3 separate regions of the Arabidopsis thaliana genome follow, and regions 1 and 2 are each linked to region 3. The links are chromatin contacts, called in public capture Hi-C maps. All regions are on one chromosome and are shown on one strand. The core of a region is the stretch at or near the end of the contact, and the rest is flanking DNA. Distances in the headings are between cores, read along the strand shown. Region 1 holds the start of AT3G43520 (Transmembrane proteins 14C). Region 2 holds the start of AT3G43540 (initiation factor 4F subunit (DUF1350)). Region 3 holds the start of AT3G43580 (Beta-galactosidase related protein).

What was found. Capture Hi-C pulls out chosen DNA fragments and counts their contacts.
Region 1: a capture Hi-C map of root shows a contact between it and region 3, with 2.8 times the contacts expected there.
Region 2: a capture Hi-C map of seedling shows a contact between it and region 3, with 2.6 times the contacts expected there. A contact is called at or near these places in 5 of 26 Hi-C or Micro-C datasets (callus, cotyledon, leaf and 1 more) and 3 of 3 other capture datasets (root, seedling and shoot).

Annotation. Positions count from the first base shown.
Region 1 is chr3:15,403,328-15,407,362 of TAIR10.1, reverse strand. It overlaps AT3G43520 (Transmembrane proteins 14C), which reads right to left and starts at 1,379. Exons shown (of 3, transcript NM_114220.4): 1 at 828-1,379; 2 at 1-92. The coding sequence starts at 1,275. It also overlaps the pseudogene AT3G43510.
Region 2 is chr3:15,429,306-15,433,011 of TAIR10.1, reverse strand. It overlaps AT3G43540 (initiation factor 4F subunit (DUF1350)), which reads right to left and starts at 2,352. Exons shown (of 8, transcript NM_202650.2): 1 at 1,714-2,352; 2 at 1,567-1,624; 3 at 1,427-1,489; 4 at 1,054-1,129; 5 at 809-924; 6 at 590-679; 7 at 215-346; 8 at 1-111. The coding sequence starts at 1,949. It also overlaps the pseudogene AT3G43530.
Region 3 is chr3:15,500,258-15,504,262 of TAIR10.1, reverse strand. It overlaps AT3G43580 (Beta-galactosidase related protein), which reads right to left and starts at 2,247. Exons shown (of 1, transcript NM_114226.3): 1 at 625-2,247. The coding sequence starts at 1,271. The coding sequence ends at 657.

The sequences.
Region 1 (4,035 bases), core at 130-2,629, 96 kb after region 3:
ACTGAAGACATACAGCAGAACAGCAGCTGACAGTCCACCTGCAAGCAACGATTTCTGGCTACCGCTCTTCAGATAACCCATCAGCCCACCAACTACATCAAAACCATCTAACAGTTCATGAGCATTTGAGTATCGCTTTATAGGCAAGCATAACATCACTGTTCTTCGATACGTTTCAATATATCTGTGAGTCCATTAATAAAATGAGAACTCAACTTCACCTAATAAGCATACACATATACAGACTGAACTAACCTGGACTCTCCGATCTCAATCACATTAGTAACATCAACTCATAAAAAGAATCTTAAAGGCATCAACAAGAACAAGGAACCTCCATGTTTAACCTAAAGCTATGACAGTCAGATCCAGAAACCAAGTTTTGCAGAATTCAAGTAACATCTCCATCTCTAGGAAATATGCAAATAGGAATTAACCCTCTATGAACCTTTTTCTTCTCACAAATACTAATGAGTGTGCTTCTAATCCCTAATCCAATTCTTAAAACCCCCCAAGATAAAATCATCCAAAATATAGATTCCCCAAGAACATTAGAGTTCAAGAACACTGATCAAATTCTCATCCACGATAAAGAACTGTGATGATTTTGCTATCCCTAACACATCACGTTAGATCTTCAAATTCAAAATTTCAAAGTATAAATGAAGAAGCAGGTAAACCCTAAACCCTAGAAGTTCATCACATTCACAAAATTGAATCTCACCTACTACACAAGAAACTGGATAATCTTAGCTTTATACCGAAGTTCTAAATCAATTTCACAATGAAGAATCAAGTATAAACCCTAGAGTTACAATGAATCTCACCTCCGACGAGAAAAGCGTAACCAAGAGTCAACTTCTGCGACATAGACAGAGGCGTGCTCTTCTTCCCGTCACTCTCCTCCTTATCGTCTTCCCCTCCGTCGTCATTTCCATCGCCGCCTCCACCACCGCCGCCAAATTTATCACCTCCAATTCCACCACCACCTCCGTAATCGATCGTAGGCTCGACTTCAACAGCTTTGACTCCCGAATCAACGCAGTTAGCAGTAATCGTACTGGTGATCGTCTTAGTGGAGTCAGAGGGAACTACTGCACCGAGAGGAAGTCGTCGGTGACCAGATGCGAACGCCAGAGGATGAAAACCGTTGGAATTTTGGAATCTGACACTTCGGATCGGTGAAGCAGTGGAGGTATTGAGTAGATAGTGATTAGGTCTGACGTGAAGGAGAGAGGATTGTGCAGAGGAGGAACTCAAAATCAAATCCGCCATTTTCTTCGTCTTCTTCTTCGCAAGCTTTTTGTTTAACGACTAATTTTAGTGATTGATTGATTTTGGAGAAAATCAACAACAAAAAACGTTAATCAAATAATGAACCTTAACCGGCTAAATTGGTCTTATCTGCAAACCGGTTTTCATTAGATCTTACTTTATTAGGCATTGCAATCGGTACTTCGGTCCGGGTCAGTTCGGAATTTCGGTTTGTTTGATTAATAAAAAATCTAACCAAATTAACCGAATTTGAACTACGGTTTTCCTCAGTTCTGAAGTGATATATTTCGGTTCTGAAGTGTTCTGAATTGAAACAACAATAATTAATACGGTTTGCTCAGTTTAAATTCCGATTGGTCCAATAATTTCGGCATATTTTTCAATATTTCGGAACATTTCAAACAATTTTGCCATCGATTTATAGCAAAAATTGGACAATTTAAAGAATATTTTGGTAACCGATTGGTGCACCTCCTCATATCACCGAACCGGTCACTGATTTCAAAAACAAGTTTCTGAACGGTTTTAAGAATACCCAAATTACCAAAATTTTCGGATGGGTCCGGTACATCTGCCCAGGTCTTCGCATTAGTAAACGACGTCGTTTTTGGTCTTTCATCCCAATATGTATGTGTAGTCTCCCAATAAATCAACGCAGAAAACCAAAACCCTCCTCACCGGAGATCCACCGTCTAAATCGTCTCTAAAAATGGAGAAATCGTTGCTCGATTCTGGCGAAACAACGGAGATAATTACCACAGATAAAAACGAGGAAACAGTGAAAGACACTCTCAGAGAAGTTAAATCTCATGACATAGACCACGGTGAAGCACCCGTACCGGAGAAAGTGCCTCCGGCGTATAAAAGAAAAGTTTCCGTTGCTGAAGAAGAACGCTTTCTTTATAAGGTTACGACTTTTGCTTACTCTACTCTCTATGTTCTATTCTAGTGAATGGTTTTGATTTTCGATTTGTTCTGTGAGATATTTTTCTGGAATCTGTTTTTATATGTTTAATAGTTCTCGGAGACGAAAGATGTGATGGTTAATAAATACCAAGGCAAAACTTCTCTATTGATTGGGAAGAAACATGTTCGTAAGGAAAAAGATGCAAAATTTAGAGGTACAATTTTTGAACACACACACTTACTTGTTATCTTTACTCTGAAGCAACTCTTGTGAATGATGAAAAAGCTTTCATGTTGTGTTCTCTGTTAGGAATAAGTTTCCCAACACACCAATGGTCTGTGTTCAAGAAAAATTTCTCTGCTACTGAGGAAGCTATTAAGCATTTCCAGTTAAAGAATACGTAAGAATGTTACCTTATTCATGTTCTCCTTTTGGTGTTTTATATTCATTGGACCGCATATCTTGCTGCAGAACACCAAATGGAAATGCTTGTGAGGCTTTGGATACGAGAAGCAGTAGCACTCACGGTTTTTCGCTTATCGAGACTTGGCGATTTGATGGGAGGAGTTATCTTTCATGGGCATCAGAGATGGAGCTTTTTTTGAAGCAAATGAAGCTGGCTTATGTTCTCTCTGAGCCTTATCCTGGTATTGGTAGTGGTAGCTCTCAAGATTGGTTGAGAGATGATTATCTTTGCCATAATCATTTGATGAAATCATTGTCTGATGATCTGTACCGTCAGTACTTGAAGAGATTCAAGCATGCTAAGGAACTGTGGGAAGAGTTGAAATGGGTTTACCGTCGTGAGGAATCCAATTCTAAGATGGTACAAGTCAGAAAGTACATTGACTTCAAAATGGTTGAAGAGAGACCGGTTCTTGAGCAAGTTCAAGAGTTTATCAAGATTGCAGATTCCATTGTGGGTGCTGGTATGGTTCTTGATGAGACGTTTTATGTGAGTACCATCATTTCCAAGTTTCCTTCGTCGTGGAGTGGCTTTGTGACTAGATTGATGGAAGAGGAGTTTCTAACGGTTTGTATGTTGGTGGAACGATTAAAAGCTGAGGAAGAGTTTCTCAGGAGTGGAAAAAAAAGGGTTACAGTTAGTGCAGCCACAGGCTCTTCTCAGATAGAAATGAGACCGAGTCTAGGAACAATGCATACAGGTTCTCAGAGTGTAAGTTCGAAGAGGAAAGAACCTGAGAGAGACATCATCCCTGAAGAGAAAGCTCCCAAGAAACCAAATCAGATGACTTCTTCAGTCGCTGAATTTGTGGATTCAGAGACTCAAGCAAAGAACCAACATTAGTAGTAAATGTGTAAATATGTTGAATTTCAATGTATGCATAAACACATGACACATCATTGTTTTTTCTGTGACAGTTAAACAATTATAAGTTCAAATTAAATTAATATTATTGGAGAATATTTTATATACTGGGAAGTGATAACATTGTTCTCACCATGACAAGTAATAACATTGTAGGTATTTTTCTGGAACCAAATTCCATTTCAATTGTGATTTTGCATCTGTTATTACTACAAATCAATGAAATATTCATAAAGGGTATATTATTATAATGCAATATTCTACAAATCTTTAAGATGTATTTCCTTTTTAATATTAGTAGAATAATTATTTTTTTAAATAGATTAATCTCCAGATTTTGTTTGGAAGGTAACAAAAGATGCAAAATCACAATTGAAATCATTAAGGGTATACATAGCATATCCAAACAAATCCCACAAACCGTGTAATCAAACACCTTCCAAAATTAATTACAACATCTTTGTATTTTGTTTCAAAATAAAAGTACATAATTCTTTATGGAACATAATCTTCAAAAAATCTG
Region 2 (3,706 bases), core at 1,103-3,602, 71 kb after region 3:
GTCAACGATCGTCCTGGAAAGAACTCGAGTTTCGCTAAGAGGAATGGTCTTTAGCGCCTGAGCCACAGCGTCTGCTGGCGTGTACACAGTCCCAATTTGCCACTTTGGATCCTTTAAGATACATAATCAAGTTCAATTAACAGGATGTAGAAATGATAGAGCAAAGTTGTTAACTGCAGAACTACTAGAGTCTCTAGTGTTGCTTGGTTATTACCTGTATGCAAGGTGTAAGATGGTTTCCGTTCAGCCGAACCTTTTCAAGTGTACCACCAATAGATTCTATCCGAGGCCTAAGAGTTTCTTCGAGCAAATCAGTCTCGTCGATTGCATCGGAGTTGAATTGTACCTGAGACAAATGTTGCAGCAGACAAAGATCAAATATTTGTATTATTTGCTGGTTCTAATCAGACAGATACTGTTCACTTCTATGCTTCTTAGATCAACCAATATGGATTAGTAATGAGTACACAAACAGTCTCTATGTCCAAGAAATCATCTCAGACATGTATAACAGTTTGCTTAGCAGTTGTTCACTCTTTGAACCGTCAAGTTCATATAACTATAAATGAACTTGTAATGTGTGCATTACCAGTAGAGTGTGTGGAACGCTGTAGGAGCACTTGAAGCAATTGCGATTCTCAAGTGGTGACGGTCTGAATTCTGACACTCCTTGTCCTACCTGCATAGAACAACGAAACAAAGAACGAAAAGTTCAATTGTTTTTAAGGCTAGGCCAATTACAAGGGACTTACATAAAAAAAGCTCAATCTTCGATACGAAGTCAAGAAGTCCCTTACTGAAGAAATACCTCACCAAATACTGATGGCAATTGATCCACCAATTTAGTAAATGACTTAAGAGCTTCTTGATCGTTGTTTAGAATCGTTGTCCCAGCTGTGTCAAGTAAGAGTTTCAAAACATCACCTGTAAGTGAGCACAATTGCAAAGATAATTAGCTACTTTTGATTCTCAAGAATTATAAAAGTCTCAACTAATAATCTACATTGTTTGACAGACTATTTGAATAAGACTTTGTAGCGTAAGTAGTATCACCTGAAGCATTTCGAGCCATTTCATATACTGGAGAAGCTTCCACCATTGGCAGCATCTGCTGGATGAGAGGACCAAGCTGCAGAGAAACATAGGCAATCTAAGATACAAGCGATCATAATCTCATCAATCAATCTTGTGAAGATAATAGTACCAGCCCTAAGATCGCAAGTAAGAACGTTGAGCTACTTTTTTGTAGCCTAGACTCTGATAATATAAGCTACAGGTTGCTAACATCAAGTACATACCCTGTGATCTCTATTGGAGTCATATAGTGAAGGTTTTAAATAGGACAATATAAGAGAACAATGACAAGAACTTATCACTAATACACTCTAAACCAAGCAAAGCTTAAGAGACTAATGATAATATTTACCTGCTCAAAATATGGAACCGCCTCTGTCGCTGATTTGTTATTGAATGAAATAATGGCATTAACCTTTCACAAGAGAGAGATTACATTTTTGTCACACTTGCTTAGAATTAAGACAAAGAGAAGATTAGAATCAACCTAACCTTTGGTATCTTCTCAGCAAAATAACTTCCGGTCAAAACTTGGAGCAGTGCACCATTACTGTATAGAAAGTTGAAAACTTGACACTAGTCAGAATTCAGGACACAGAGAATTCATAAGGTTTAAGGAAGGAGAGAAAAGTTGAACACCTGTGACCAACTGAGAAAAGAGGAAGGTCAGCTAAATCTCCAGGCTTCAAGTTTGAATTTGGAATTCCAGATGAGACAATCGTGTCCAAGCATGAATTAAACCTCTCATAAACTTGCTTAGCAGCTTGTTCATGATCAAATGTAACATTGTACGGCACAGATACTATCAAATACCCTTCCTTTGCCAGTAGCTCCTTAAGGTAACTACAAATCACACAGAGACAAAGGAACAACATCTTTTAGGTTATGTGAAATTTGATGAACTCGGAGAATCAAAGTACCTGTAAGTGAGTTCAGGAACAGCTCCGACGAAGGCACCTCCCAAGAATTTAACAATAGCACGCGGTTTCTTGAATTTAGGAGGAGGAGGAATCACTAGACAAGAATCAAGCCTCGTGTAAACCTTATTGTTTCTGCTGCCACCGGTCGCTGTGACGGTGAGAGACAAAGCTCGAGCTCGTTTGCTAAACAGAGTGGCCGGGATTAGTTGAGTACCCAGAAAACTCGAAGTGGCTAATCCAAACTCCATTATTCCTTTTCTTCCCTACAGTTTTGTGTGAAGAAGAAGAAGCAAACGTTTAGTCAGACTTTTTTTTTTTTAACAAGTTTTTTTTTTTTTTCACAGAAAGTTATTTTTATTAGGGTGAATTGCAAAAATAACAGTTTTCAAAAAATTATTAAATATGTGGTTTTATAATGTGGATAATGTAGTGGAAAGAAATTTTCAGGGCTCCTTTTTAGTGGAGAGTAATCTTATATACTTATATTATAAAAAAAGAAAAAAAAATGATTTTCTTTTATCCGTAAAAGAAGTAAATGACATAGAAAACCTTAAAAATATTGATTATTTACGACCCAACCAATATAAATGGATTCCAAAATTATCCAAGCTCATTGTATTTGGGTCATATCCAATAAAACCCTAGTAAAACACTAGGTTTTCCAAATTCTCTGCGGTAAAATCGATTCACGATCTCTTTCTTCTCTTTCTTTTCTGTTTTTTTTTCTTATTTCTTCACTGTAAATCTAAATCCAGTAAAACAATTCTCAATTCTCGTCAACGACAACGACAGATCTGTTCGTCGATCTTGGTATATCTGTAGAAAACTAAGAAATTGGGTAAGTTAAAATCGGATCCGAGTTATTTCAGATTGGGTTTTGTGATCGAAATTGATTGAAGAGTAGTACTAATCCAAATGATTTTGTTTGTAGGTTTGGAGAAATGGCTCGAACAAAGAACGCAGGTGTGCCGTTGGCGGCGGAGGTAGTTTCACAGACAATCAATGACGAAGTAGTAGTAGCGTCGGCTGCTGAAGTGGATTCTGAAGCAACAAATCTAATCTCTAACGACGATAGAGCGGTATGAACTTTAAACTTTACACAATTAGCAGATTATAGTAGAACTTTGCCGATTTTGTAACTTTCAAAATTCTGAAACTAAAAAAGTATAACTATGTATGAATTAGGTATATCTTTGTTGAGATTATAACTTAGAAATTTTAAAAAGTAGATCTATGTATAAATTAGTATATCAATGCATAAATTAGTATATCTATTTTGAATCTAACTTAGAAATTTTTGAAACTAAAAACTAGGGATATCTATGTTCGAATATAACTTAAATATTTTAGAGACTAAACAATCTATCTATGTATAAATTAGGTATATTTATGCTGATTTCTACTTTTAAATTATATGAAACTAAAAAGTATATCTATATTTAAACTAGGTATATCTATGTTCGAATATAACTTAGATATTTTAGAGACTAAAAGGTATATCTATTTTTAAATTAGGTATATCTATGCTGATTTCTACCTTTAAATTATATGAAACTAAAATGTATATCTATATTGAAACTAGGTATATCTATATTTGATTCTAACTTAGAAATTTTCAAAACTAAAAGGTATATCTATGTATAAACTAGATATATCTATCTTGATTTCTAATTTATCTATGTTGCTTTCTAAGGTATATCTCTATCTTGATT
Region 3 (4,005 bases), core at 998-3,497:
TCTAAATGAACGGCATAATGATAATTAATTTAAATTAGTTATTTTTAGTTTAATTCATAATAACTATAAATCTTTGTAATATCTAATCTCGTTTTTTAGAAATTGTGATATTTCAACCTTAAAATTTTTGTTTTATTTTTTAAAATACTTAACCCAAAATTCTAAAATTGTATTTATTTATCTATTGCAAATTATGATTTTTTATTAATGGTATCAAAGAAGTTTTATGATTTTAAAATCTTTTAAAATAAAAATTAACTTCCAAAATGTTAGTTTAATAATATAGAAAAAACAAATATAGTATAATTGGATATCAAATCCTAGTTTTTCAAATCTTATTGGTTAACAAATTTTAAGAAATAAATTTTAATTTTTCGTCCATAATTAATAGGAAAGAGAAAATGATTTTAATTTTGGAAAACTAATAAAATATTAATTTAAATCTATTAATTTTGTGATTACTATTTTATCTTTAATGAATTTATTTAAAAATTAACAATCAATGGAATTCTATGTAATCTTTTACCCTTCATAAGGTTGTTTATTTTCAATGATTCTCAATTAATAGTATAGATGATTATAGTTAAAACCACAATATCTTTATATTCTTTTTTTTCTCTAATTGTTTTTTGCTTGTCGAACCACTTATCCATTCATTAAACCAAAGAAGGATATAGAGTACAGATCATCAACTGAATGGTTGGGTACATAAAGCAGATTAAGCATAAGATTACATCAAGGGTAGCTAGGAAGGTTGAGAGAGCATTAAACATAGGAGATAAATCCATAAGAACTCGGAGACAGGAGCTGCGCAACATATCACAAGCGAAATCATGGTGTGTCAAAGACACTTTGGCAAAAAATTCGGGGAGCTTAACAATAGTCACTATCAAAAGAATTCGTGACTTTGAAAAATGTTCTTTAGTTTCAATGGTTTCCGGCGTGAACCACTTGGAGAAAACGGAAAGACTTGAAGCAATTCTCGATAAGGAGGATGGCAGAGCTGAAATTCCCTCCAAGGTGAAGCAGCTATTGCGCCAAAGACCCTTAAGGCCAAATATGAGTTCTGCGCAAAAGGAGGCAACGTCGTGCATCCTCGACAATCTTAGATAGTATTCTTGATGTGGGAGCTGGATTCGATTCGGAGTAAAGGTTAAGGACAGATTGAAGAAGCTTCGGTAATCACCGCTCCTTAGAAATGGGATGATAATGTCGTTCTTCTTCAATCTATTAACTTCATGGATAATGTGCCTAAGCGGTTTTAAGGGCATGGTTCCCAAAAAAACTTTGTATCAGACTATCAACATAAGTGAATTATGTTCCAACTGACGTCCACAATCAATTATACATATAACACGACACAAACAGTTGCTAAGAATGAACGAAAGAGAGTTCAGCTCAAACCTAGGCAGAGATGGGAATGGACGATGCCTTATTAATTTCCTGGCCAAAAAAATGATACAGATGGGCCTGGATTGAGCAGTCAGGGGATTTGGGCTGCCATTTGGATTGTGCATAAATACAATCTGGGCTTTAATAAAAACCTGGTAGATGGGCTTTTATGATTCTTAATGTTGGGCCGTAATTCTTAAAGATGGTCAACGAATAAATCAACATTGGGCCCTGGTGCTTTTGTTGGTAATGTGGGCCAAGCCCAGTAGAAGGAGCCTCCAGCGAGATTAGGGTTTTGTCAATCGTCGTAGCTGACGGTTCAAGGATTTCCAGCCACCAGAAACAAACCAATAGCTTGGGACTGAGCCATGGGGGATCCAAATGATGCGCATGGGGAGGTGGAGCTCTTGTCATGCACGAAGACGGGTGGGTAGAAGCTTCACTCGGATTTGAAGAAGCTTCTTTTGTCCACTTTGACAGATAGGTTGAGAGCGGAGCAGACAACAAGAGGATCAAGAAAGAGCTCTTCCTGTCTCTGTCTCGAAGGGTTGAGGCACCGTGGAACAAAGGCAAGCGGTTGAAGATACATGTAGATTGAAAAAAACGGCCAAAAGCAGAATTAGATCACACCAGGGACAAGAGGAGGAGATCTCCCGATGCCGACAAGCATAAGCTTCACCGGTGCCGAATAGGTGGTTAGGGACTGCGTCTCGATGTTAGTACCCGAGAGAAAAAAGAGTTTTAGTTTAGTCACTCTATTTTTCTCTCTAAATATGGATGATAAATTTAATGCAAATATTATTTTAGTTAACTTTTGTTTTTTTAATTATAATTTTCTAATTTAATGCATAGATAAATCCAAAATTATCTTGTGATGGAGTGATGGGTTTTGGAAGGTAAATCTATCTACACATACACTTTTTCATGTTCTTAATAACATGATATGTGGCATACCATGGTTAAGTGAGTTAATAGTGCAGCGGTAAGTACAAAAAGAGTCTTTGGATATCAATGGATTCTCAAAGATCTATTTGTAGCTAGGAGTTCTTAGCTTTGTGTATTAATGACTTCAAGTTGAGAAAAGCTTTCTCTTTATTAATCAAAAAAAACAACCAAGTCTAACGAACCTAAGAAGCAGACTGGTTATGGTCGAAACATAAAAGAAATCCTAGTCAAAGCTTGTTGCCAAAGCAAACACAAACCGACGTAATAAAACCCAAATAAAGCCCAACACAAGTTTAAAGAATAACATAATTAAAAGCCTAATAATAATGACGTAGATGTTGCTACATCAGTTAATAATAATTTCTTCCTCCATTTAATAAAGAATATTCTCTAGTATATTTTTCTTTTATATTTATTTTAATTTTTTTTTTTTTTTGCTTTTTAAACAAGAAATATGATTAAAAAAAATTCTTTAATTTTTGTTTTTAATTATTTTTTGGAAATAAATTTTTTTTTTTTTTTTTTGTCGTCAACCTTTTGCATTAACTTGGAATCAAGATACATCATTTCAGGATATTACAAGGCTTAAGTTTTTAGCTCTAGCATCCTTAGTAATTCTATCCGCTACATGATTGATATTACGTGAGATCTTAAGGAAGTCAAAAGACTTGTATCCTGATGCCAAGTTTCGTACTTCTTGGAGGTATGTCAATATAGGTGAATGTTGCAGCCCGTGGATTGCTGAGTGGAGGGGTTCATAAAGCTCTGCTGCATCTCCGGAAATAGAACTTCATCATATCCGAGCCTTCAAAGATGAATCATAGCTAATTTTAAGGCCTCGACTTCTGCTTCAAGCGGCGAACTCGTTGGTCGTATTGCAGACATTCCCCAAAGTACAAATTGCGCATTTGGAGTGTACATGATCCAGCCTATGCCTACAGTGGCAGTAGAAGAGACCCATGAAGCATCCACAAAACAACAATAAGTTTTTGCTTGATGAATAATAGTCATTACGTCCTCTTTTGGTTGTAATAGGTGTTGTGGTATTAGGGTCTCTTTGAATTGAATCTCGCTATTTGTTAGCGTCACTCCACCGTAGACTCTCATTCCATTGTTGCTTGTCAATGAGAGCTTTGTTTATAATGTCCCGAATAGACCATCGTTTATTATTGAAAATGATATCATTCCGCATTTTCCACTACAGGAAATGAAGGTATTAATAGTAATACAATATAGCGTTTTCAATGATTCTGGTATAATTGTGTTTTGAAAAAAATTATATAGCGTTTTCGAAAAAACAAACGCTATGGTAGATTAACCGCAAAAATATTTCGTAGTGGCGCTTAGTTTTTGGCTTTATGATAGCATATATGACATTCAAAACGTTATAATAGAGATAACCGGGAAAGTAAAAATTTTGTTGGCTCCAAATTTTTTACTAAGTAAGAAAAGAAAATAAAGAAATAGAGATTAAAAGAAAAGAAATTAGATTGGGTTGGATATTAGATCTGAAACTTTTAGGTTATATCTTCTCTCTACTCGATTAGAAACCCTCTCACAAACGATCCCAATTTGTATGTCTCATCTTTCACTCTCGAGCCTTCTAAGTCTCAATCCCTCTCAGTCGCAATCCCGCTCAGTCGCAATTCCTCTAGATCTCGATCGTCA